Linked DNA regions of Sus scrofa: region 2 is linked to region 1. A link is a contact called in public HiChIP or PLAC-seq data. All regions are on one chromosome and are shown on one strand. The core of a region is the stretch at or near the end of the contact, and the rest is flanking DNA. Distances in the headings are between cores, read along the strand shown.

The links. HiChIP or PLAC-seq counts read pairs in DNA pulled down with a chosen protein or histone mark.
Region 2: a contact with region 1 is called in an H3K27ac HiChIP or PLAC-seq map of alveolar macrophages. The contact joins the promoter of KMT2C here to the promoter of XRCC2 in region 1. A contact is called at or near these places in 1 of 47 Hi-C or Micro-C datasets (embryonic fibroblasts) and 1 of 2 datasets of contacts at active chromatin or transcription factors (alveolar macrophages).

What each region holds. Positions count from the first base shown.
Region 1 is chr18:4,806,942-4,809,983 of Sscrofa11.1, reverse strand. XRCC2 (DNA repair protein XRCC2) reads right to left here and starts at 1,556. Exons shown (of 3, transcript XM_003134536.6): 1 at 1,394-1,556. The coding sequence starts at 1,432.
Region 2 is chr18:4,991,868-4,994,960 of Sscrofa11.1, reverse strand. KMT2C (histone-lysine N-methyltransferase 2C) reads right to left here and starts at 1,748. Exons shown (of 62, transcript XM_021079123.1): 1 at 1,714-1,748; 2 at 629-790. The coding sequence starts at 789.

The DNA of each region.
Region 1 (3,042 bases), core at 307-2,806:
GGACATCCACTGTCCAGCTCAGGTCGCCGTGTGTCCCCCCCCCTCACACACACACACTCCAAAGTAACATGAGTGAGGCAACCTTGCTTAGGATCTCCAAACAGCTGTGGTAAGCAAACAATATGATGCTAAATTCTCTGTTCAATGATTTGACTGTTCTGGGCTCTCATTTTTTGGATCCTAGGCTTGCTATGATTGCAGAAAGCATCCGAGTTTAACCTGGGTTTCAAATGATCATTTCAGTAAGGTTGTAACTGGAGCAGTTCTTATACCCTGCAGTGTCTGGACTCTCAAAGAGCAAGGGTTGGCCAACTCTGGCCAGCAGGCCAAATCCTAAAGTTTAAAAAAGATAAAAGGTTTCCTGGACCACAGCCATGCTCTTCTGTTTACACATCTCTGGCTGCCTTCACAGGAGAACTGCAGAGCTGAGCAGTCGGACAGAGACCAAATGGCCCGCAAAGCCTAAAGGTTGCCTATCTGGTCCTTTACAGAAAAAGCTTGCTCGGAGTATTTCGGAGTATTGCTTCCTCTCCCTGTCTGTATAAAAGATCCTCCAGGACCCACCTTTGCCTATTTCTCAACTTACTTCCCAACACTGTTTCCCCTCGTTAGCTCTGGTCCAACTACAAAAACCTACTTGCCGTTCTCCTCCACCAGCCACGCTCTTGCTCAACGCAGGACTCACATACGTGCAACTTCCTGCTCCAAATGCCACCCCCTCCTGACCAAGCCAACGTCCAAGTCCCTAAAACTTCAGCTGACACCTCCTCCTCCCAGTTAGTCTTCTAGGATGCGCACCCCTCGAACGCACAGCACGATTTACCACGCGCATTTCCAGCTCTGCAACAGCGGAGGCTCTTCCGTTTCTTACTCATCTTCCTTGACCAGCGGGTGACACATAATGAGAGCTCGATACTTGCCGGCTCAACCCGAATCAATTCTTGCAGGCGTCAAACGGATTGTGAGGCCCTGGGTACTTAGGCGGCTAATATAAACTGCGAGAGCGAGGGCTGGGTGCCACAAGCAAGACGGACAAAATAGAGGGAGAGGGTGGCGCCACCTACTCAACCACTGTTCTAGAAAACTCCACGAGCGACCCCCCCGCTTTTCCTGGCTTCTCGCGCACCGCTCACCACGTCGGTGGTCAACGTGGGACAGGTGTGGACCACAACGCTAACGAGGGCTCGCACCTCACAGCCACCTGTGCTCGCACTGAGGCCTCCGCAGACCCGGGGGAACGGGTTTGGGGGGGCGGGGCTCCGGGGCGCCGGCGTCCGGGCCCCGCACGCCTGCCTCCCCCCCGGCGCGCCCCGGCCTCCCGCGCCCTCCGGTCTCCCTCGCCCGCCCGCCGCCCTGTCCGCGTCTCCCTGGCTCCTATCCCGGCGGCTCTCACCTCCGTCCCAGACTCGGCCCTGTGGAAGTCACTACACATCGCCCCGGAGGCTCGGCGCACCAGCCACTCAACCTTCCCGCCAGCAGCGTCCTCGCCGCGCCGCGCGGGCGCCGCAGCCAGTCACAGGCGCGGACCGCTGACCCGGGCGCGAGCATGCGCACTGCGTCCGGCGCGGCCGCGGAGGCGGCGGGCTTGCGCACTAGGGCTGGTGCCCGCCCCGCCTCGGGTGACGTCAGACCCCGTCTCCTAGGAGACGGGGAGACAGCTGGTGATTTTATTTTCTTCTCTCTCATAAACTTCAATTTGCTTTTATTAGGTAAAACCAGCCAGAACATTTACGGAGCAAGCAGGCCTTTCTGTTCTCTCTTGGGTTGAAAGCCCCTGGCTGGCTCTGTTCATGGTTAATTCTGGAAAAAAAAAAAAAGAGTACACGAAATTTAAATGAACTTTTAAAAATACAGGGAGCCAGAAGATTTATCAAGTTCTTCTTGCCTTTTTTTTTTTTTTTTTTTTGGCCACCCCGTGGCATATAGAGCTCCCAGGGATCAAATTTGAGTAGCAGTTGTGCCAACGCCTGATCCTTTAACTCACTGCACCAAGTCGGGGTTCGAACCTGAGTCCTGTGGCTGCAGAGACGCCCCCAATCCCGTTGCACCACAGCAGGAAGTGCTATTGAGTTCTTTTTGGAGGCCGAAGAATTCTGCTACTATTTGGTATCAAATGCCTGCCCATTAAGATAGATACAATGTTAGGAAGGTAGTCCTATATTGAGTATTTGCTATATGCCAGACCTTGTGCCAAGTTCTGGAAACAGAAGAGTAAGAGACGTACCTGATTGGAGTTTATAGTCTATTAAGTCATTTACTGAAATGTGTATGTTAAAAACCCATTTTCCAGGAGTTAACGAACCTGACTGGCATCCATGAGGACGCAGGTTCCATCCTTGGCCCCGCTCACTGAGTTAAAGATCTGGCGTTGCCGTGAGCTGTGGTGTAGGTTGCAGACTTGGCTCAGATCCCGCGTGGCTGTGGCACTGGCTGGCGGCTACAGCTCTGATTGGACCCCTAGCATGGGAACCTCCATATGCCACGGGTGTGGCCCTAAAAAGACAAAACAAAAAACAAACAAACAAAAAAACACTTTCCAACATCTGTAAGTGTTATTTAGTTGGGCAGCATTTTGAGATTGGCACTCTCAGTTCTCTTTTTCTTAGCTGTATGCTTGCAGCTGTGTAATTAAGAGATGATTAGGAGTTCCCACTGTGATGCAGCAGGTTAAGGACCCAGCATTGGGGAAGGGGTGGCTGGGATTCCATCCCTGCCCAGGAAACTTCCTTATGTCATGGCTACAGCCGAAAAAGAAAAAAAAAAAAGAGATGGTTGTAATGTTAGTAATGATACTTAACTCTTACAGGGCTCGCTATGCGTCAGGCCCTTTCCTGAGGGCTTTCTATATAATAACCCACTTAGTCCACACAGTCTCGAGGCAGGTACTGCTATTACCCCCATTGTACAGATGAGGAAACCAAGGCACAATTTTAGCCCATATTACTTTGTTGTAATGATTGTAGTGGGCAGATACCTTCACGAGAAGTCAGAAGCAAAGACCATGCATACAGTTCTTCAAAGAAACTTGGCTGTGAAGGACGG
Region 2 (3,093 bases), core at 499-2,998, 180 kb before region 1:
CCGCCGGGCGGTGCGGGGCTGGGGTGGGGGAGGGGCGGAGGGAGAAGTCAAAGGACTTCCTAATCTATCATTAAAGGCGGAAAGCATAGGTTTGGGAGCGAGAAAAGTTGAAGGAGCGGCTGGCTGACAAAGAAAACCAGCCCTAGCTCCGTGCGTTTCCTCCCGCCCAGCGGCCCGGGCCGGGAGACCACCTGGCCCAGGCATTTGACAGCTCGGCGAGCGTCCCGGAGCGCGCCGGCCCGGGCCGCCTAGGTGAGCTCCGGGCTTGCCGTGCCAACGACCCGGCGAGCCCAAGAGGAATCTGCCAGAAACGTCGCCAAAACCAGAAGCTCCGAGAAAACACGGCGCGAGGGCCAAACTAAAAAGTAAAGTGTGACGGCGGCGCGAGCCGTCGGAGCCCGGCCGGGCGGAAGGAGGTGCGGGGCGGCCGCGGGAGGCCGGGCGCGGGGCGCGGGGCGCGGGGCGGGCGGGCGCCCCGGGCCGGAGCCGCGCGGCTGGCGCGGGCCCCACCCCCACCCCGCGGGGGCGGCCGGGGGCGCGCGGGGGCGGCGGGGCCGGGCGCGCCGGTGACAGCTCCGGGCCGGCGCCGCGGCTGGCTCCCGGCCTGGCTCCCTCACACTCAACTTACTTCTTTCTGGCTCTCTGGAAAGGGGAAGCGCCATCTTTGCGAGGCCGGCCCCGAGGTCTTTTGTCTGCGGCTGCGGGGCTCGGGGCCGGGGCTCCGGGCTCCTCGGGGGGTGGTGGCGGCGGCTGCGGCTGCTCCGCGCTCTTGTCCTCCTCCGACGACATCCTAGTCACCAGGAAAGACACATGGATCCCGGTCCTCCTCCTGGGGGGCTCCTCCCGCCGCCGCCGCCGCCGCCGCCGCGGCCGCCGCCGCCGCTGCTGCTCGGGTTCCTCCTCCCCGGCTCAGCCTCTCGCATTTCCCGCAGCCCCGGGAGCAGCAGCAGCAGGTACCGGGAGAGGCGGCAACATGGAGCGAGCAGGACACGCACTCACACACATACGCGCGGGCGCGCGCACCTCGGCGCGCAGGGGCCGGGCGGGGGGCGGCGGGCGGGGCGGGCGGGAGGGAGGGGCCGGGCCGGGCCGGGCCGGGGCGGGGAGGTGCGGGCGGGGCGGGCGGGCGCCGGGCGGTGCGGGTGCGGGCGCGGGTGCGGGCGCGGGCGCGGGGCGGGCGGCGCCGGGCGGGGCGGGGCGGGGCTACTGCGGGGCACGGGGGGGGGGTGCCGGCCCCGGGGTCTCCGCCCGCGCCCCTCCCCCAGGCCGCCCGCCGCGGGGAGGAGAGAGGGGCCGCGGCGCGGGGAGCGGCGGGCCCGCGGGGCTGGCTGGCGGGCGGGCGGGGGTCGCGCCCCCCGCCGGCTGCCCCTCCCCCGCGCGAGCCGCGTCTGGCCGGGCGGCGGCGGCGAAGTTTTGACAGCTGCTCCAGTTGTTGTGGGTTCCGGGCTGCGCGAGCGCCGGCCCCTCAGCGCCCGCGCCCGCCCTCCTGGGCAGGGGAGGAGGAAGTTTTGCGGGTGTGCGTGTACCACACACAGACACACACACGACCGTGGCCGTCGCGCGAGGGCCGCGCCGGGTCTCCCCCGGGCGCCCCGCACCACAGACCTCTCAAACTCGCCGCCGTCTCGCCCACACACGGCCGCCGCGACGCCCCCGCCCCCTCCCCCACTCCGCTGGCCCCACCGCCCCCCGCGCGCCACCGCTGCCACTCACGGGGCTCGCTCCGCGCATGCGCCGCCCGCGGACGCGCCGCGCCGCTGACCTCACCGCCCCTCCCCCGCCCCCGCTCCCTCCTCCTCTGACGCGGCGGTCGGGCGGCGCGGCAGCTCCGGCTCCGGCTCCGGAGAGCGCCAAGCTGCGGATAGGATAATCCGGGATCGGGGTCGGGGAACTCCGCGGAGGGAGAGCGAGGATGAGGAGGGCCGCGTCCCCGCTGCGAAGGCGCTCGGCCTCCCTGGACGTGCAGGGGAGCGCAGGGCAGGTCCGGCGCCACGCGCGGCCGGACCTGGGCTCCCCTGGGCGCCTCCCCTCCCCTCCCCCCCCCCGCCTCCCCCTCCCCCCTCCCCCCGCCCCCGGCGGGGCGCGTAGACCGGCCCAGAGGGACTCCGCCGGGCGCACGTTCAGCGTTCTTTCGTTTTAATGCGCGTCTATGGAGAAAAATGGAGTGCAACTTCGTTCTAATCCAATTCCGAGGGTAGTTTCGTTATCACAGCGTCCTTTTTTTAATGATCCAGAAAGGGTTTATAAAGCTGTTAGACAAAAAGGACGATGACATTTTGAGGAAGAAAATGCTGAAAGTCATAATAAACCGATAAAATCCCAACGCGGTTTCTTAACGTTCCGTGTGTTGTGATGAAGCGACAAAAGTCGAAGTTCTTGTAAGCCACCTCGAGTAACACATTGAGAACGGTAAAAGGGAAATGGGGCTCGAATGAGAAAATCGGCAATGTGCGCTTAGGAAGGAGAGTTCAAAGGCGGGAGTCTGGGTTTCTTATTCTCACCGGGATTAACACTTGGGCTCTGGGCTCGTCTCCTCTCCACTCACTAGGGGACTTTGAATTGGGAGAAAGACCTATCAACCATTTCAAAAGGATTGGCGTAAACTATCATTTTTTGCTCTAGGCCGGACACACTAGGCACTTTCTGATTATGGTTTTTTCAATCTTCACAACAGTTTCAGTATAAGGTAAAAATAATAAGCTGATTTTCCCTGCTACGTTATTTGCCTTCCCTTCCTCCCAATAGCCAGAAGTGTAAACTTTGAATCCTGTTTCTTCTTTGGGCAAAGACACAGTTTGATTTCCAGAGCCTATTCTGACTAAAACCATAGTTTTCTGAAATGGCTGAAATGAGAACTACAATAACATAGTCATTTGAATTCCTTCAGTTTAATTCCTGCTGCCTTTTTCAAGTTATTAATTTAAAATTTGAGGTTGGGGAGAAGCTGGCTTGGCAAATGCAAACTATAAATTAAAAGTGTCTATTGTACATAGAAATAGAACATCTACATAACTAATCATAAACTTATAAAGTGATCGTTTATGACCCTTTTTATTTTTCTGTACCTTGCGCTAAAGTATCCTTTCAAAAACT